Linked DNA regions of Triticum aestivum: region 2 is linked to region 1. Evidence: chromatin contacts called from public Hi-C data. All regions are on one chromosome and are shown on one strand. The core of a region is the stretch at or near the end of the contact, and the rest is flanking DNA. Distances in the headings are between cores, read along the strand shown.

The links. A called contact is a pair of places that touch in the nucleus more often than the background predicts.
Region 2: a contact with region 1 is called in a Hi-C map of leaf, with 4 times the contacts expected there. The contact joins the promoter of LOC123111743 here to the promoter of LOC123111741 in region 1. A contact is called at or near these places in 2 of 5 Hi-C or Micro-C datasets (both in leaf).

What each region holds. Positions count from the first base shown.
Region 1 is chr5B:338,595,406-338,599,695 of IWGSC CS RefSeq v2.1, reverse strand. LOC123111741 (sodium/potassium/calcium exchanger 1) reads right to left here and starts at 1,316. Exons shown (of 1, transcript XM_044532592.1): 1 at 401-1,316. The coding sequence starts at 1,219. The coding sequence ends at 704.
Region 2 is chr5B:339,023,078-339,027,397 of IWGSC CS RefSeq v2.1, reverse strand. It overlaps LOC123111743 (sulfite exporter TauE/SafE family protein 3), which reads right to left and starts at 2,756. Exons shown (of 13, transcript XM_044532593.1): 1 at 2,482-2,756; 2 at 2,113-2,364; 3 at 1,633-1,792; 4 at 382-582; 5 at 225-289; 6 at 88-115; 7 at 1-8. The coding sequence starts at 2,313.

The DNA of each region.
Region 1 (4,290 bases), core at 67-2,566:
AAAAAAAGTCTAACCTGCTAGTGACCTTAGCACATCCAATTATTTTACAGAAAAGCTTTCACTAAATTCCCTCACGAGAGTGGCACTGTGTACTGCAGTGGTGTTAGTTTATCAGTAATCCAACTTCAGTTCCAGTTGAAAAAGTACAAATCATGTTCATGATCAATAAAAAGTCTGCTCTGTTCTATTTATTTTTACGAGTGATGCCTTGTATTATTTTCCCACTCCATAAATTTATCGAGGAAGGTTTCTGCACCAAACATTTCTCTGTTGAAAGATTTGATGCCATGTCAGATCCAGGTGTTTCTTCTAACATTTCTCTGTTTGCAAGCCCTACTAAGACACATTATATATCAGACACAATCACATTTGCATCATTTCCCCTTACGACAACCAATAATGTCAGGTGCATTCGCAGCTTGTCACTAACTTTGAACAATCGAACGGGAAAACGACAACAATCATCAGCAGTGCACTAAATCGAATACCATTGATGCTAACTAGCTTGCCACTAGAGACTAACATACTGTCATCTGATCTTAAAATCAACCACCACATTAGTAATGATCTTAAAATTAAACACTACATCTGAGATAAATTCACTCTTGCCTTGCTCATAGGGAGATTCACTACATTACAAGTCAAACAAACAAGAAAGTACTAGGGAAATATCTTATCAGGCTAAAGGAAAAGCTCACAAAGCTCACGCGAAATCTTCCAGCAAGATGGCCTTCTCCACCGTCTCCTCCTCCTCCTCCTCCTCCTTCCGGCGCTCTCCTTCTCTGGTTCCCTTGCCGCAACGCTTCTCCTGCCCCAGCTCTTCTCCGACCACAACAACCCTATCTTCCTCGTCTCCGCGCCCGACGACTACCACCTCGTCGCTGCCTCCTCCGCCACCGCCGCCGACGACCACGACCTCGTCGGCGCCGCCCTCGCTGCCGCCCCCTGCGCCAACAAGGGCGTCGGGAATGGCCCCTCGGGTGGGTCCCGCGTCCTCCACGCAGCCTCCACGAGGCGCGAGGGGGTCATCTCCCTCGTCCTCGTCCTCGTCGTCGGAGAGGGAGAGGTGGGGGAGGCGGGAGGAGACGGCCAACGCCGCAAGGGAGAAAGCCTCGGCGATGGATTCCGGCGGGAGCGCGCAGTCCTCCAGGCCCGCATCCTCCAGCCGCGGCGGCCGGATGGGGTCACCGGCGGCGATGTGCCTGCCTTCCTCGGCCATTTTTGGTGCACAGCACGTGCGCTGGCTTGGAGGACTCCAGAAGTCGCTGCGCTGGGCTAGGCGGCTTAGCCAGTCTGAGGCTGAATGTGGGCTTAGCCTGTTGGACGCCCGCGTGCTTCCAATAATTGAGCTTTCGCTGAAGGCCGCGCAAATGGGCCGGCCCACTCAAAGGCGTCCGATGTAAAATTTCACTAAAAATAAATGCGGGCGCGTGGAGTCGAAATACACACCTCACGCTACAAAGGGATGACGGCAGCCAGTCCAGCTGACAATGTGCTTGGCTAACACGCAGACCTAACTGTTGAACATGTGTACATATACGTAGGTTTGGGTCCTGTATGTAATACCTGTAGTATCTGTCTCCCTTTGTATGTACGTATATCTTAGGAGACAAAATATCGGTCACATCCCTTGTACCTATATATATATGTGCCTAGTGCACGATCAATCAATTATCGATGCACCAAATTATTCTCTACATGGTATCTATCGCAAGTCGATCTTCCGGCTTCCGCTAACCCTAGCCGCCGCCACGGGCCGCCGCCTCCACCTCTCCTCCCTGCGCGCCCTCCCTCCACCGCGCGCCTCCCTCCCCACGCCGCGCCGCCTCTCTCCGCCGCGCCGCCTTCCTCCCGCCGCCAAATCATTCTCTACACTAACTTCTAAGAGCATTTGCAGTACATGATGTAAACTGGGAGATGTAAAAACGAGTGTTGTGTCATTTACATTATCAACAAGTGCTTTTTACATGTAAACTCCTTGGCTCCATCCGGATGCAAACAGCCCCGAGTCATCCGCCTCCAATGTGCGACACGCGTCATGTGGGCTCCCCGCACGCGTAGCATCCTCTGATCCTTATACCAAACAACACAAGTTTCCTGGTTCTCTACTGTTAGGTTAATCCAAACAAGTTTGAATTTGGCTAGAAGTGTGCTAGTTATGTCCAGTTATGACTAGTAGTGTGATCAGCGTTGCCGGTAATTAGATTAGGAAAGCAAAGTTGATTTAGGTGTCATGTACGACTACTAGTCCTAGTTCAGATAGGTATGCTAGGTTAGTTTTGGTTGTGTCCGTGTAGGACTAGGGGTCATACAGGTAAGTATAGGGTCAGGTTGTCTGGTTGGTCATGGTCTTGTGTATATATACACAGCCCTGGCCTTGCGTTTTGTAACACAGAGAAAATCAGAAAATAGAAATAAAGAGGAAAACAAAGGGCATGATACGGGCCCTAGGCTATCAGTTTTTCGTGCGTGTGTGTTCGTGTGATTTGATGTGATTGACCTGGGGGTGAATTTCCAACAATTGGTATCAGAGCAAGGTTCGAGTGAAGCTGCGCTTGCCCCAGGGTGGCGACCTGTTGGGGAACGTAGTAATTTCAAAAAAAATTCCTACGTACACGCAAAATCATGATGATTGGCATAGCAACAAGAGGGGAGAGTGTTGTCCACGTACCCTCGTAGACCGTAAGCGGAAGTGTTATGACAACGCGGTTGATGTAGTCGTACGTCTTCACGATCCGACCGATCCAAGTACCGAACGTACGGTACCTCCGAGTTCAGCACACGTTCAGCTCGATGACGATCCCCGGGCTCCGATCCAGCAAAGCTTCGGGGATGAGTTCCGTCAGCACGACGGCGTGGTCACGATGATGATGCTCTACCGACGCAGGGCTTCGCCTAAACTCCGCGACGATATGACCGAGGTGGAATATGGTGGAAGGGGGCACCGCACACGGCTAAGGAACGATCCGTAGATCAACTTGTGTGTCTATGGGGTGCCCCCTGCCCCCGTATATAAAGGAGCCAGGGGGGAGGAGGCGGCCGGCCAAGGAGGGCGCGCCAAGGGCGGAGTCCTACTCCCACCGGGAGTAGGACTCCCTTCTTTCCTAGTTGGAATAGGAGAAGGGGGGAAACAGGAGGAAGAGGGGAAGGAAAGGGGGGGGGGGGCGCCGCCCCCCTTCCCTTGTCCTATTCGGACTAGGAAGGGGAGGGGTGCGCGGCCCCCTCCTGCCTCCTTCCCTCTTCTCCCTCGAGGCCCATGTAGGCCCAATAACCCCCCCCCCCCCGGGGGGGGGGGGGTTCCGGTAACCTCCCGGTACTCCGGTAAAATGCCGATTTCACCCGGAACGATTCCGATGTCCAAATATAGGCTTCCAATATATCAATCTTTATGTCTCGACCATTTCTAGACTCCTCGTTACGTCCGTGATCACATCCGGGACTCCGAACAAACTTTGGTACATCAAAACATATAAACTCATAATAAAACTGTCATCGTAACGTTAAGCGTGCGGACCCTACGGGTTCGAGAACTATGTAGACATGACCTAGAACTATTCTCGGTCAATAACCAATAGCGGAACCTGGATGCCCATATTGGTTCCTACATATTCTACGAAGATCTTTATCGGTCAAACCGCATAACAACATACGTTGTTCCCTTTGTCATCGGTATGTTACTTGCCCGAGATTTGATCGTCGGTATCCAATACCTAGTTCAATCTCGTTACCGGCAAGTCTCTTTACTCGTTCCGTAATGCATCATCCCGTAACCAACTCATTTGGTCACATTGCTTGCAAGGCTTATAATGATGTGCATTACCGAGAGGGCCCAGAGATACCTCTCCGACAATCAGAGTGACAAAACCTAATCTCGAAATACGCCAACTCAACATGTACCTTCGGAGACACCTGTAGTACTCCTTTATAATCACCCAGTTACGTTGTGACGTTTGGTAGTACCCAAAGTGTTCCTCCGGTAAACGGGAGTTGCATAATTCTCATAGTTACAGGAACATGTATAAGTCATGAAGAAAGCAATAGCAATATACTAAACGATCAAGTGCTAGGCTAACGGAATGGGTCATGTCAATCACATCATTCTCCTAATGATGTGATCCCATTAATCAAATGACAACACATGTCTATGATTAGGAAACATAACCATCTTTGATTAATGAGCTAGTCAAGTAGAGGCATACTAGTGACTATATGTTTGTCTATGTATTCACACATGTATCATGTTTCCAGTTAATACAATTCTAGCATGAATAATAAACATTTATCATGATA
Region 2 (4,320 bases), core at 1,507-4,006, 430 kb before region 1:
TTCCTCGCCTGAAAGGTTGAAAAATACGAGTGTTAATATTTTGATTTGGTGACAGATGAGCAACACTTCGTTTTCTAGCATTCTTACTGGTTTGCTCCAACCGTTTCTCAGCTTCCTGGAAGAAATGAAAAAGATCCATTAGCATACAAAAGGAGCAAACAAAAGAAGGGGAGATAAATAAAATCACTTTTTATAGACATGATGAGATAACTGTGGAAGATTACCCTTTTGATTATTGTCTCCTTTTTCCATGTCTCAACACCCTTCAGGAAAGCTTTAGTTGATGTGCCTACAATTTAATTTGGGGAAGCAAAGAAAGGTCATTCATGAGAACTAGATAACCAAAAAAACGAATGCAGCAGTTTAGGGGTTAATCAGCACCTAGGAAAAGGATTATCAAGAGAACTGTGACCAGCCAGTCAGGGAATATAACATTGAAAATAACACCGATGCTAATCCCGAGCATTAGCATAGGCTGGATGAGCAGTGCTAGGTCATAGTCGATCACCGGCATGTCCAAAGTCGGATGTTTCAGCTTGAGATTGTAGTACACAGTTGAGACAGCTGCACCAGTGATCATACCTGTCCAAATGAATACAAAGTATCAATTAAAATCGCTGAACAAACATTGTATTTGCAACTCAATACTTATATATTATTCTATCATATTTTTGCAAGACTCATATAGTAAGTCAGCAGCCAGAGATTTCTATGAATTGTACTATACTACTAGGAGTATAATGATGTCAACCAACAATTCTAAGTAGAGAGAGGTAATTATGTGTAAACGTAAATGAATTCCTAAACAACAGGGATGTATACTGACGATAAAGACGCAAACCAGATAATTAGTATTACAGATCAGAAAGAATATCTGAGAAATGAAGGTGCATTGTTATAAGGTTGTAGACACGGTGCTGGCACATGGTGCAGGGATAGGTCACGAGTTCCAAACCAAATAGCCGGATGTCGACCCTGACTTTGTGCTCAGTTCGGTACATGGAGACGATATTGCTGGTCGTACCGTTTAATGGAATAGAATGTATTCCATAAAACACACATTTATACCCTAATGCAGGATCATTGCCCACTGAACTTCAATATTTCAGATTTGCATGTTAATACTTTGATTATTGTATAGCCGTCACACCTTTGTACCTACTTCTTTTCATGGAAACAAGTAAACATAGACTTAGCTTATAATTGAGTAAGTGAGCCAGACAAAGGCACAAAGGCGTAATCTGATACACATGAATATATAATTAGCAACCATCACAAGGTACCTACCTAACACAAACAAAACAGAATAGCGCTAATTGCCCCTTTGGGACACTTAAATACTCTAATTCCCAACTAATTTGCCAGCCTAACTTTCCAACAGTAACAGGACAAGCAAGATCCCTCGAAAAGAGGTAAACTAATGCACACATGAATTAATCAGTACAGCACCTCATACTTAAAAAGCAAGATACCTAGAAAACAGGCAAACTAATGCACACATGAAGGAATCTTTACAGCACCGCATACTGAACAAGCTTGAGAAATGAATGCTTGGGGACAGCAAGAACTGTTGCTTTCAGAGCAGGCAGGCACAGAAGAAGAAAATCCCAAAGGAAAGAGTTGGATCCTCACACTTGGATATGGCAGTTGAAGACTTTGGATCAAACCCGATGATCAATGTCAACATCGGTACAAAGATCCCGCCACCACCAACACCTCCAACGCTCCCAAATGACGCGCCAAAGAATCCGATCAGCGACCCCAGCACCATTTTCCATCCAAACTCCATTGGCTACCACATCCAGAAAATCCACCAAATTAGCACCACACATCCGAAAAAGAAGAGGTACAGAGATATACTGAAAAAGTATCACACACAAAGATGTACGTAGTATGGAGTTTGAGCTACATAATAATTAATTTAAATCAAGAAAGTTCAGTTCCCTCATGCATGGGTCAAACTGAATTCCCACAAACCAAGCAGGTAAAAAGGTGCAGCGGTTCATCTCATGGCTAATAAAATAGCTGAAAGCAAACTACAGTAGAAGCTAGTAGAAAAGACGCGCTGGTTAAAGAAATGCTCGGAAAGCTGGGGTTTGTTTTGTGTGTTACCGGCCAAACATGCTGGTACGAGTTCCTATCGGTCTGCCACATGAAATTGGCAATCTTGTTGAGGAGGCTGATCTCCTCCGGCGCCACCACCACGGCGCGGTCGCTGGGCAGCGAGAGCCCACGGTCGGCGGCGGCGACGGCGAAGGCGGCCGCGCAAGCGACGCCTAGCACGGCAATGGCTTGCCGCATCCTCCTCCCCATTCCTCGGACCCAGCCAAGCCAAGAAAGGCAACTTCCTGCACCGCTTCCCTACTTTTTTTCCCAACAACAAAAGAAAGAAGAAGATAATCAGAGCTGGAGGGCAGACTGAGCCTGAGAAATCACAGAATTGAAACGCCTTGTTTGCGGCTTGGGATTGCGGAAACGTACGAAGGCCGCCGCGGCTCTCCTAGTCTGGATGATTCCTGATGGCTCTCTCGGGTGCACAAGACAGACGTGCGGGAAAGACAAAGACGGTCGAAGCCGTGGTCTCCGGCGGTTCGGATTGGGAAAGGAAGCGGAGGAAACTCGCCGGAGCCGGACGCAATGCGAGGGCGACGGGAGGAGCTGGGATTCGGCGGAGACCGAAGAGGGAGGGAGAAGAGACACGTGAGAAGGGGGAAGGCTACGAACGAACTCGGGCCAAATTTAGAGGGACAGCGAGGCAGTTTGCAATATACCCGCTGCGCAGCGGCGAAATTACGAAGCGGCCCGTTGACACTTTTTAGTGAGAATCACGTGTAGGAAACCTGGATCCGGGAAGTATAGTTCTGTAGATTACTTCCTTGGTCCGCAAATTACTTATCACAGAAATAAATAAAATAGATATTCAAAATTAAAATACATCTAAATACATTTATTGCGTCTAACAAGCATTTACGAACGGAGGGAGTAATTCTTTTCGGGTACGACTAGGATGGGATCACGGACGAGTAAAAAGTGCAGTTCTTTCGCAGGGTAAACAAAGGAGAACTTGGCCTGTGAAACACTAAGAAACTATATGATAGTTTTAGAAAAGAAACACTAAAAAACTTTCGTAAAGAAAAACCAATGAGAAACGATGAAATGTCAGAGGGTGCAGCTTCCATCTCGTACAGGAGTGGACAATGAAGGCGCAAGTTGGTGCTGGTTTATACTATACGTTACTATCATGTCCATGATCTAGATGAAATATATACTGGTATAGTACTACTGAGACGTGTAAAGTAAAGAAGGAGATCGCGTCCACATGACAGCTTCATTCTTCCGTCGCTCCTACCTAGACCACCTCCTTGTCCTTGGCTGAATCCATTGGAGACACCGACGCCAACATTATTACTGGACTATTTTCTACGTGGACAAGAGTGTTAAAATCCACAAAGACATACTAATGGAACAACAACAACAACAACAACAACGCCTCGTGTGGGGCGCGCATTTCCTTTGTTTTCTTTATTATTCTGTTGATTTGCTCTTCCTTTTTGGCTGGATAGTAGTTTGTCTGCCGCTTTTACTAGGAAAATCCATGTGCTTGGTTGTTGTTATTACTGTCGCCATGCATCCAAGGCTGGCTTGCGAGGAAACTTAGGTAGCCAGGGATATCGACAATCCAGCCATCGGTGAGCACAAGCTGTCCTATAACAAACTGAATAACGGAACAAGCAAAACCACAAGTAATGCACTGCTTTTTGGCATCGCCACTCTACTCTACTGCCACTGCCAGCCGTACGTAACGTAGGGAGCAGCGCTCTATCGCCGCTTGCTTGCTTGGACCCCTCGTGCGCAAGGAACAAAAGGCTTTTTCTCACGAGTGTACGTGATTTTGCTCGTATGGTCGCCATCCGCCGATTATATGTGTATGACTTTTTGCAGCTTTGCCTCTTTTCTCCTGCAACCACACGTTTGATGGATTATGGATGGGCTTAGGCCCATATAAAACAATAATATCTGGTTAATCTTTAAAGGTCATGAATGTGTGTACGGCAAGTTGTGGGAAGTTTGGTGGAAAGTTTAGTACCACACTGCTACAGTAAGAAAAGTGAAACCTTTTTATAAGGGTTGCTCTACCACTTGCTATTGAGAATTTGAAATAGGAGTTGTACACGCGCGCTCCTCCTCCTCCACCGCCCGCCTCGCCTTTAAGCAAACTTGTTTGGTCGTCTTTTCCAAATTATGATTCATTCATATGATAGAATTTTAATATGGGTTTCCGTCCCTCAACTCTTGGTGAAATCTAGATTTGGTCCCTCA